Linked DNA regions of Bombyx mori: region 1 is linked to region 2. The links are chromatin contacts, called in public Hi-C maps. All regions are on one chromosome and are shown on one strand. Each heading gives the region's core, a stretch centred on a gene start, on an enhancer-like site or on the middle of the called end of the contact. The rest is flanking DNA. Distances are from core to core; before and after follow the strand shown. Region 1 holds the start of LOC101745629 (homeotic protein spalt-major). Region 2 has its middle 26 kb from the start of LOC101743261.

Region 1 (6,188 bases), core at 2,967-5,466, 270 kb before region 2:
TTTTCCTACCTATGCTTAGAAATAGCCTTGAGAGGCTATTTCAGCTTTTCTTTAACGTGTAGATGAGCTCACGGGGCTCAAACCGGGAGTTTTGTTATCACTGGCCCTAGCAAGAGGAGTGCTTCGCGGAATCTACCACCGTATCGGAAACGAGACCCACTGAGAAGATCCGGCGAGAAACTCAGTGGGCTGTGTCTATGGGAGGTATTTAATGTAATCAATGATAGTTAAAGCGAGCGTATGCGAAATTCACAAGTACTTCTTAAGGAAGCTTCCGAATTCTAAATAACTGAAAATATTTTTTTTTGGAAATTCATACTAACTTACTCAAACACAAAACGTCAGCCCGCTGAGTTTCTCGCCGGATCTTCTTAGTGGGTCGCGATTTCGATCCGGTTGTAGATTCTGCGAAGCACAGCTCTTGCTAGGGCTAGTGTTAGCAAATTCTCTAAGGTTGAGCCCGTGAGCTCACCTACCCGTCGGGCGTAGCTGGAATACACTCCGCTGCTCAGTTTGATACTTGGTAAGATTCTAAACTTTATTATGTTATTATCATTATCAAATTATTATTTTGATAATGCAGTAAATATCTTCATGATCACTTCTACGTAATGATAAGTAATTCGTGAAATCAAATAAAGAAAAGTATTTCTGTAGATAATATTTTAAAGCACATATTTTCTAGTGCAGTGTATATAAACATGTTCCAGGAACTTATTTACTTTTCGTTTATTATAAACTTTGCAAAAAATTGTGTTACGTATTCTGCGGTTTTTTTTTAAGTACTCGACGCAAACACTGCTTTAGCTTCGATAATATTGGAATGTCAAAACGCGATGTATAAACAACAATTATGTCAAATTATGATTAGATTCAATTAAGATTTTGATGAATATAAAGTAGATGTAGCTACGAGTATACACGTACATAATCGAAACGTCGGAAATTATATTATATAATAATAATATATAATATATAAATACAATTTGAGATTGACTAGTTGTATTTAATTAGGTATGCCGATGTTCTGAAGATTTAAATCGCAATGACAAGAAAAAAATTACAACGAAATTGTATCATGGTGGTATTGTGATTTTACTGGTGGTAGGACCTCTTGTGAGTCCGCGCGGGTAGGTACCACCACCCTGCCTATTTCTGCCGTGGAGCAATTATGCGTTTCGGTTTGAAGGGTGGGGCAGCCGTTGTAACTATAGGTTCTCGAGACCTTAGAACTTATATCTCAAGGTGGGTGGCGCATTTACGTCATAGATGGCTATGGACTCCAGTAACCACTTATCACCAGGTGGGCTGTGAGCTGGTCCACCCACCTAAGCAATAAATAAGAAAAAGATAGAAAGTAATAATTTATATTTGTGGCAATGTTAGAACGTTTTTATTCGTTAGATCAACGGAAGTGCTGTGTCTGTTAAATTAAATAAATAAAAAAATTCACTTCAGTGGGCCCTTCGAAAAATCGATTCGGCCCGAATTCCTAAGCGAGTTCACAGCTTTAAAAAAAAATGCAACCTGCATATCTTTGCTTATCAGCTCCATAAAACTTTCACCAGTATAATATTTTAACTATCCACATATTATTTTTACCTACTAGTCATTTTAATGCACCATTCGAAAGTATCGTTCATGAATATTCTTGTTTAAATAAGCATTTTTTTGTTACCGGTTATGACGTTACTAAAATCGGGCGAACATCGAACACGCCGAGTTTCCGTAATCTCCGATAATATTGCGGCAGGGGATTAAATGTCGCATTTGTAGCGGGATGCCGGCGAGTTAAATACTTATTTGTTAAAGAAGGATTAGTAGTGTCTGTTTGTTGGTATTTGACTGGAGATTTCTGTTGTGGTGAGCAGCGGTCGGTTCAAAGGCGGGACTGCGGTGTGCCAGGGCCGCACGTCTGCCGCTGCCTTACGCAGAATTTACGAAAAAAAAAAACTAATTTCTAAAGTGTCATTATATCCTCAAATAGCCCGCCGCTGTGTATTCAACGCCAAATAATGTTCAAAGTTTATACAAAATACATTTTAGATGTCGTTGCTATTGTAATTTTTCAAACCAGTGAAAATGTATTTTATGTTCAGAAATATAGTTTTGAGTAATGCATGTCTCCTTCGGATGAAAGTTTAATTGCGGTCGCTCGATCATTTTCTTTTATTCTACTTCAGAATTTAATAGGTACTCGAAGCACCTGCAGCGATGTATTAATTAGCTGTAAATAAATATTGGGTAATAATAAAGTTATTTAATATGCGGTTTCGATCTACATACAAGAATGCTTTTAAAATATTTCAATTAGAGGTTCGAAATGGTCGTTTATTAATCTTTTTTTCTGAAGTCTATAATTTATATGTTAACAGTATTAGTATAATTCATTCAAGGTTAATGAACGCCGATATGAATATCGATCTTTCATTTTACTTAGAAATGTAACCTGTTCTGCTTTTTTTTAAACAACTTTTTGAAATTTATTAGTCGAACAAACAAACAGTCAATGTGTATTTCATAAGAATATGAATAGGTAGGTTATTTCAATCGTTAGTAGAATAAAATGACCATAATAAATGTTTTATAGAGAACTCGTAAAACTGGCAACAGAACGATATCTGGGTCCGTGCGGCAGCCATTATAATAAAATTTGACAGCTCTTTATTCGACTTTAATGAAGGCATTCCAATTTCATATTAGGAAATAATATCGACGAATAAATAACATATTTAAATTCTATTAATCCAGTTTTAAAGTCATAAATTGAAAACGTTAATGAGCGATGATAACTTTCAACGCTAACAAAATACTTTTCAATTGACTATACCCGTTATAGATCGGTTAATTGAAACAAAATAAAAATATCTAAAATTCGTGATTAATAATCGGAACCGGAACAGGAAGTTGAAACAAACATTATTCTCTCAGTTTAAAAATAGATCAAGTACATAATCAGTATAATATTAATATGTATGTGGAACTAAATAAAAATATTTGAAACGTTCCCAGATACTGATATGAGTATGTGTCAATTTAAATTAGACTAAAAATATCTTAGTCACTAATTTGCAAAACTGATTTAAATAAAATATTTACATAGAAATAATTAAGGAGCTTTTAAATAAATAAATAAAAGGAAATAAAAGATACAAGTCAAAAGGATTGGGCCGTCGCTCCGTGTCAACTGCTTAGTGAAAATTGAGGTAGGTAAGTTTTGTTCCACAGAAGGGCGAGGGGAAGACGTTTTCCTTTTTAATTCTTAAGGTGTAAAAAAATTTCAACTAAATCAAAGTTATATGTTTTGAAATTTTGAAGAGAACAATATGAAATATTTGTGTATTTCTCCAGATAATTCTTGGTCATCATGAAAATATATCAAACATTCAAAGCTTATTCGTATATTTACAGCTTGTTTCTTTGTTCGAATTGCCTGTTATAAGTATTAATTTACTGAAACTTTTAAAATGTTTGCGCAAAATGTAAGTACTATTTCGAAAATTGTACACTTTAAAGTAGGCAAGAAAATACACTGAAGATTGTTAAGAATAAAAGTAAATTCAATCATTTTACTGAATCATCTTAGTTTTGTTCTATAGCAAAATGAAAATTGTAGGCATATCAGTTCTCCTTATTTTAATAAATGGTCGATATACTGTATGTCCCGATTTTCAATTTAGTTTGTAATCAAAAAAATTACGTAAATACATTATTTTTTACGGTACCTGGATAAACTGGTAAAACTTTAAAATTTGTTGTGTTAAAGAATTTTAAATTCACTGCACTGTACTCACCGCGCCGGTGAGAAATTTTATTGCTCACTTTCCGATGAACAACGAAATTCAAAGTGGCTAATTGAAACATTTTTAAATACCAAATAAAAAGCCGAATTACACCGTAATAAATATTCCGCATAATATTCTTATTCACTGGTCCTCACTCCAACGAGTGTGTGTGTGATGAGTAGATGTGTCGTGGTGGATGTTCGGTAGTGAGGAGGTTGTAAGTACCGATGGAGACGCGGCGGACGCAGGCTGGCTTAACGCGCGGCATGTTGTGGCCTCAGCGCGGGTGCATGGCAGGAGCAGGGAACACTCGCGCGCGGAGCCCTCTACTCGGCTCGGTCGAAGTACGATGCGTGCGGCGGTGTCGGCGTGCGGCCGGGCACACCATTCGCCATCTGAAGCGGGACTGAGCTTGAGGCGGCGGCGGGCGGCGGGCGGTGAGCGCGCGCGCGCACCAGGTACACGGTTATGACAGGGAGGCGGAGCTGCGCCCGGCTCATAAATCAAACTTCTACCATTCGCACGCGCTATACGGACCCCCTCCTCCATAATCCATATTCGGGGCGGAGCATATTTTAATAATCATAACGCCTCATATTCATAAGCGACATGTGACCGACTTGCGAGTCCGCCGAGAGCCGGCCGGTGGGCGGCGTTGACGCCCGCTAGATGGCGGACGACGCTCGCCCCGCGAAGCCTCCCACATGCACCACTTCTACTTCCATCTCATAACATAATGTTGTCTGTTCATCATAAATGTATAAGATGCTACGATTTATGTTAATTTAGTTTATTATTATGTTCGATCTATTTTCGATCTAGTTCATTCTTAATATCAATTAATTAATTTAATATTCAATTAAGTTTTAGTAAATTCACATAACGACAAAACTAAAGAAAATTTATGCGATTACGTATTCTAAAGAATTATAAGTAATATTTACCAACATTAAGTGCTTCATTTTATGTTATGTTAAATATTAGACAATCAGTATTAGATAGATAGAATATTAATGAATTGAAAAAAAAAATTAGAAATAAGACTGAAAATAAATCTATATATGTAAGTAACCAGTTAATGTCTGACAAGGCATACAGACAGGCCTAATGTACCTACCTACATGCAGGGAGGTAAACGAAATAATTATTGGTGAAGTACAATCAGGCACAATTTCTATTTAATTCGTTTTTAAATAAATTTATATCAAATAGTTTTAGTAATGTAGAAACTTACTTTAAGAATTAAATATTTATTAGTATGTACGCCATTCCAACGATTTAATTCGAAATGGTATTAAAGGTTCAAGGTTGATTACGTAATGTTCATAAAATTCACGTAAACATAATTTTTGACGAGTGAGTTGTTTTGATAAATTTTCACCTGATTTGTCTGTACGTACCTAGTATCTACTGAAATCTCTTTTACAATAATTAAGTTTTAATGATTTTTTTTAAAATTAATAACATAGTTAATAAAACTAGGATACTTCTTGATTAAAGTAGATAGGTATGTATCTACTAATTAAGAAAAACGATTTATTTTTGTTAATTAATTAATTAAATCAATAAACACTATCTAATTTTGATTTGAAGCAACAGGTCGAACCATTAAGAAATATTTATAAACGTGACATCATTTGATTTGATAATTTTCCTAATAATTTCATAATTTTAAGTAACCTAGATAATAATCAGATTGCGGCCAACCTAATCACCGTTGCCTATGGGCATCGTCAATGACAATGGTAGAACTCGATGTGTGAACACTATCTTTAGGTAAGTCTCGTTTTGATATTTTTTGAATGTTTAATGCATTTTCTTATTTGTTGTAGTTTTAGTTTCTTAAAGTTTTTTAACAAAATTAATCTTAACAGAACTTGTGTGTTAATGTTGATTAGAATAATGAGGCTTTTTAACACATATTATACACAAGAGTACTTAAAGATAATAGTGTGATTGAACAAATATACTACGAGAAATGGGCAAAGCATAAAAATAATATTGTAGGAGCATCGTCAGTAAGTCCGTGACTTATCTACGTAAGGAAAGTTAAGATTTTCATTTTATTAAACACAGGTAGGTCAATGAACTAATACATACTTCGATATTATTGAGTGTAAGATCATATCAAGGGGTAAAAAGCTATTTTATTTAAGCGACAGTTCGCTTAATACGCAACATTAGTCTTTGTAATTAAAGATGAGTTTTATTTGGTATTAACATCAACAGTTCGATGTTTTTAATTTAACTTCTACTTTCAACTTTTTTTTTATTGCTTAGATGGGTGGACGAGCTCACCTGGTGTTTAGTGAATATTGGAGCCCATAGACATCTACAACGTAAATGCGCCACCCACCTTGAGATATAAGTTACAACTTAAGTTATAAGTCTCAGTATAGTTAC
Region 2 (5,697 bases), core at 2,323-4,822:
CACAAATATAAAAAAATATTAGACAAAAATTAAGCTGAAATTCATGGATTGCAAAAGTGATAATCATCATCATCATCATTATCCTGCCCTTCTCCCAGTCACCTGGAGTCGGCGCAACATGTTTTCTCCTTCCATACCCTTCTATCATATACCATTTCTTCGCTCACTCCCCTCTTACCCATATCGTCTTTCACACAATCTATCCATTTCTTCTTAGGTCTAATAGTGATAATATGTGAGCTTAAAATATTACGAAGCCTTTACAAGCCTTTTTAGAACAACTAATAGGTATAAACCAAATAATAAAACAGCAGATCTTCTAAATACTGCCATAACTCCAACTACGCTGACAAGTTCACTGTGCTGTGACCTCACGACCAACACAAAATTAAACGTCTTCAAAAAGTGTTTCTTGCAGAATTCCGTTTCTACTTCTTGATTGAAATGTTCATTCAAATCAAGATTATGTCAGAAGGTAATTTTATGTATTGCAGCTAAGCGTGAGTCAAAAGAATGTGCATTCTATTCTAGTGAAATGAAGATCCAAAGTTGAATAAAATCTTCAACGAGTAAGTACCTCATGGCCCAACAAGTGTGAAAAGGTAACCAAAGCTTAAGAGCATTGAGACAGTAGCTCGAAGTCTCAAATTCATTGTACAACGACGATACCATTCTTCACGAACGCATGACTGCTTCACGATAGAACTAGGAACAACTGTGATAGTATCCTTGCGAGCTTTCAGTATGGCCTTGGATATGTAAGCGCAGCTTAATGACCGCAATACACCGATATATCAAGCCCACTGAGTTTCTCACCGGATCTTCTCAGTGGGTCGCGTTTCCGATCCGGTGGTACGTTCTGTGAAGCACTGCTCTTACTCTTGCTGTGTTAGTTAGGTAGTAGGTTAGTGTTAGCAACGTCGTCAAGTTTGAGCCCCGTGAGCTCACCTACTTGTTAAGGCTACGCTACAATTGTCTCTCAAAACCATCAGCTTAGGCAGGAAAAAAAATAAAAAAGGTATAATACTCAGAGTATGCTGCTGCCCATTATCCGGTGAATCTCTTTGTCACCTTGTACGACACGTGGTGCTAGTCTAGACAGCCCTACAAAAACTGACACCTTCAATGTAGGCTATTATTGTATACAAATTTTCATATTCATAAGTTCAATGACCTTCTGTACGATAACTAAGTAATTAATTAAACGCACATTCGCGTCCACAATATGAAACGAAAAAAAAAATCCATAATTCAATCAATCAATAGTCAATAAAATATCGTTCACTATCACGAGTGCATTCAACTCGAGCGCGCTACTATTATTATACGGAATTCGATTTAAAGCCGAACCCTCCTCGTCGTTTGTGAAATTGACATTTATTCTTCGTTTTTCATTGTTGCTGCAGTCGGATTCGATCTATTGTTAATTAGCTTAAACGACCCATGCGCTGTGCTATGCCAAACAAAACCAGCTACGCTACGACAATCGCGATCGACTGGGAGCTAAACTTCTAAATTAACATTCACCTTGTAAACTGTGTAAGATAAATTAATACAAATACTATAATCTCGTAACAGGCTTTTTATCCACGAACGTAGTTTTGGCAGATACAATTTTCAATTTTTCCGTGCATTGTGGCGCTGTTAGCGTGGTAAAAGTTGGAACTATTGATGGTTTCAACTTCGAGATTATATAAGTAGCGACATCTTTTGTCGAATAGAAAGAACAAGTTTAAAAGTTTTCTTAACAACATTAAGTTTTGTGATGCTTGAGTGATTTGTAGCTGCGTTAAAACACTGTTAGCAATTTATAACAATATCGTGTGATTATGCTTGCTGTTGATTATCACTTTTGGTACATTTATTTTCAAACGTAACATTAAATTTAACAGAATAGATGAGTGTAATACACAAGTACATACATATTTGTTCAATTTACGATTTGTACATTGTGCCGTAGAATGTTATTACATACGAGAGTTATTCGCTCCCCATCGAGCGGGAGTGCCTCGATTAAAGCAGTAAATACTTTGAGATTAATTATCTCGTAAACAGTCGCAGCGCCCGCCCCGCGGCTCAAATCGCTCACCTACGCCGTGAGCACGATACAAATTCAACTTTTCCAATTAAATTTCGTGAGGCATTAATAATTATTTGGGTACATCAATTTGTTTCGTCGCGAGAAGCTCCACTCAGCTACCTCTCCTCGATAGCGGATTCAAACGAGAATATAACCATTCGATAGGTCTTGAGATAATTAAAGACTAAACTCAAATTCTAAGTAACATTGGTTTTAAATTAATCGTATTTTATTCTAGTATTCATAATTAGAAATTTAAAAAAATATTATAAAAGTACTCAGAGGCATAAGGCTGTGAGAACAAAATTACTTAGAAACAACAGAATTTTATGGGTTTCAATTTAAACTAATACAATGCAAAGAAATATTTCAATGGAAAATCCCGAGATAAATCGTCGAATGTTCACTCAACAATACCGTTCCGAAGCTCTTAACTTTGGAATTAATTAAATTAAACTTGAAAATGAAATATTAACACTTTAACGTGTAAAATTTAATACCGCTAAGTTATAACGCGATTATTCAACTCCCCGGCAATTTCCAAAAACATCTAGAAAATTAAATCTGTTGAGCGACGGCAGCGCCTCCTTTGAGGCGAGCTTCCGCTTTTGTGCTCGTGAGGCACAGGGACCGAGGCGCTCGCCACTTCGCACTCTGAAATTAATTTTCTTCGTCTTTATGTAATTTAATTATAAACATTTCAATATGGCGCTCCGGGAATTTCCGCTCGGGAGAGAAGTTAAATAGAAACGTTTGATACTTATCTCCTAATACACTTCTGAAACGATTGCGCGATTAAATGAAATTCATTATTCAGAAATGAAATTTGCTTTACTAAACATAAGAATAAGATAATTGAATGAACACGATTTTCTTTTTCTTGTATTTTTTTTATTTTGGCCTTATATACTATACATACGTACAGTGACTTCATCTATCAGTACACTATTCCATTTTTTTTTTCATTTGGTTTGGAGTTGCTATAGCAGATTAATAGTGGATTTTACGGCGTCATTCGTAAAATTGGACGCCATTCAAATACAGAACACATTTCACCCTGCACTGTCTCTTATGTCTTTTTTTTTCCTATTAAAATATCGTTCAATGACATTCCATCTGCAAAATTAAAAGTATCTTTTTGTGCGGAGTGCACAGTTAACAGATGCCACTAGCGCTCAATGCTCATGCAATTTTGCTCTTAAACCGTTCACGCTTCGGCGACGAGAGGCGACATCAAACATATACGCAGTGCTTGCGAACCTTTTGCCAGCTTATCTCGCATTCGCTATCTGAATCTTCGCAAAATATCTACTACAACCCGGTCCATTGTTCGATGTTTATTAAATTTCATTTTACGTTTATACAACAACACTTTTGTCCGCCGCTTTTTGTGACGATTTGGGACATTTTACGGGTGGATTAACCCGTGACGTCTGCTTTTGTGGAGAGCCGGCAGCGATGTCTTTTTATCTGTTACCGGCATTACGGTCCGGGATTGCGCGTATTATGTCATAACAGACAAGCACTCGACGAACTGCTTCATGTGCTTTTTGTGAGCCCGTTCTATACTAAATTGAATTCTGTGTTGACAATGTCACTATAAACATCCAAGCTTTTGTGCGATAAGTAATAATACGAAAAGTTTCAAGCTCCTCTAAGCGTACCCAATAGTAAGTTTATTTTTACTTATATTTTTTTTAAATATAAAATATAAATAATCTATATATTAATACGTGAAATTTGTATCCCTTTTTACGAAAATTGCGCGGACGGAGGAGTACGAAATTTTCCACACTTATAGAGAATATTATAGAGAAGAAGTACACAATGCTAATATTTTTATTTATTTTTAAATAATGTATAAAAGATACATTAAATCAATAAAGAAAACAGTACACACACTACCATATATTTGACACAACACATATATATAAATATACTCTTTGTTTATTGTCAATTGTCAAACTTTTGCAAGTGTTTAAAGTCTGTGGTCAAATTGAGAATAGGTGAATATTGTTTGTCTTTATTATTATTTATGTATAGTTTAGTTTTGGCGAAATATGTGATTATATTATATAAGTATAATAGTATTTGACAATAGAACCATAATAATTTTTAAACATAACATTTCAATTGATTAAAGTCGAATTTCGACTACTGCGGGACCACTAGTAATACGAAAAGTTTCATGCTCCTCTAACCATACCTAATATTAAGTTAATTTTTACTTTATTTTTTTAAATACAATATAAATAATTTAAAATTCAAATTAAGGGTTCTACTTACATGTGATTCGTGTGTATTTGGATCGACATTTTACTATGGTAAATTAACCCAAACTTGCACCTTAGATTAAACAATTCAAATAGTATGTCAGTCCTAAGAGCAATAAGACTTACAACTCGGTCTCTACCAAAACAATCCTGTATCTTGGTGTCTTCACTAATGGCGTAAGTTCGACAGTCGAAGTTAGTTCGAGTGTTCTACGACTGCAATAAAGATAAATCCAGCAATAATATGTTCGGTTGGCCTTACGTGTACGATTGCTTGGGCACGAAATTGAATTTGCATGGCGTCTTAAGCCGGTGCCGATTGAGATGCTGAACGCGGGGCCTCATTTGGTGGACAGTTACGGATACTCTAACAGTTAAGGTACCATCCCGCGCAAAGCTTTGTTGAATCCTCGCGTGCTAATCGTTTCAATTACGACGGCCTTCGATTTCTACAAACATTTAATGCTTTATAACAATTATGAAGAGAACAAATTATGGAGGACGGGGAATTATTTCACCTGGTGTTAATTGTTACTGGAGTCCGTAGACATCTACAACGTAAACGCGCCACCCACCTTGAGATATAAGTTCTAAGGTCTCAAGTATAGTTACAATAGCTGCCCCACCCTTCAAACCGAAACGCATTACTGCTTCACGCTAGAAATTGGCAGGGTGGTGGTACCTACCGATGCGGACTCACAAGAGATCCTACTACCGGTAATTACGCAAATTAATTTTGCGGGTTTGATTTTTATTTCACGATGCTATTCCTTCGCCGTGGAAGTCAATCGTGAACATTTGTTGAGCACGTATTTCAGTAGACAAATAGGTACCCGCCTGCGGGATTCGAACACCGGTGCATCGCTCAACACGAATGCACCGGACGTCTTATCCTTTAGGCCACGACAACATTCTTGCATTCATGATTTACTTGCGAGAACAAATCGCAAAGGGACCATATAGGGCTAAGTATACAAATAAAAGAAATGTCCGCATCATGGACAGCTGGGTGAAATGTAGTACGTGAGCGCCAATCTTCGTCAACGGAAAGCGCACTAATCCAGACGCCGGAGGGCCAGTACCGTATGAAAGGTCGTTCCTTATCCCTTGATCCTCTTGTTTACCAGACATTAAACAGATAACAAGTCCGCGCCCTGATACCGTCTGAGCAGATTAAAGCCCCTGTGCCCCGTAATCCGAACTTCGATTAATTTCATCCAATACTTAGGAATGCTTAATTGTTCGTATTGTAAATTGTAATTTGTGGAGCTATGTATGGAGTTAAGTCTTTCTAAATGCGTTGTGGACGTCAATTCTGTTCGTTGGTGTAACAGTATTAGTTAA

What was found. A called contact is a pair of places that touch in the nucleus more often than the background predicts.
Region 1: a Hi-C map of middle silk gland shows a contact between it and region 2, with 1.8 times the contacts expected there. The contact joins the promoter of LOC101745629 here to the enhancer-like site in region 2. A contact is called at or near these places in 2 of 7 Hi-C or Micro-C datasets (middle silk gland and whole pupa).

What each region holds. Positions count from the first base shown.
Region 1 is chr4:10,399,856-10,406,043 of ASM3026992v2, reverse strand. It overlaps LOC101745629 (homeotic protein spalt-major), which reads right to left and starts at 4,216. Exons shown (of 7, transcript XM_062668234.1): 1 at 4,011-4,216. The coding sequence starts at 4,053.
Region 2 is chr4:10,130,011-10,135,707 of ASM3026992v2, reverse strand. No RefSeq gene overlaps it. Among protein-coding and RNA genes, the nearest start is that of LOC101743261, 26 kb to the left of the region's middle. Within about 2 kb of position 3,572, at least 1 of the 8 cell types and tissues checked has open chromatin away from gene starts, as enhancers often do.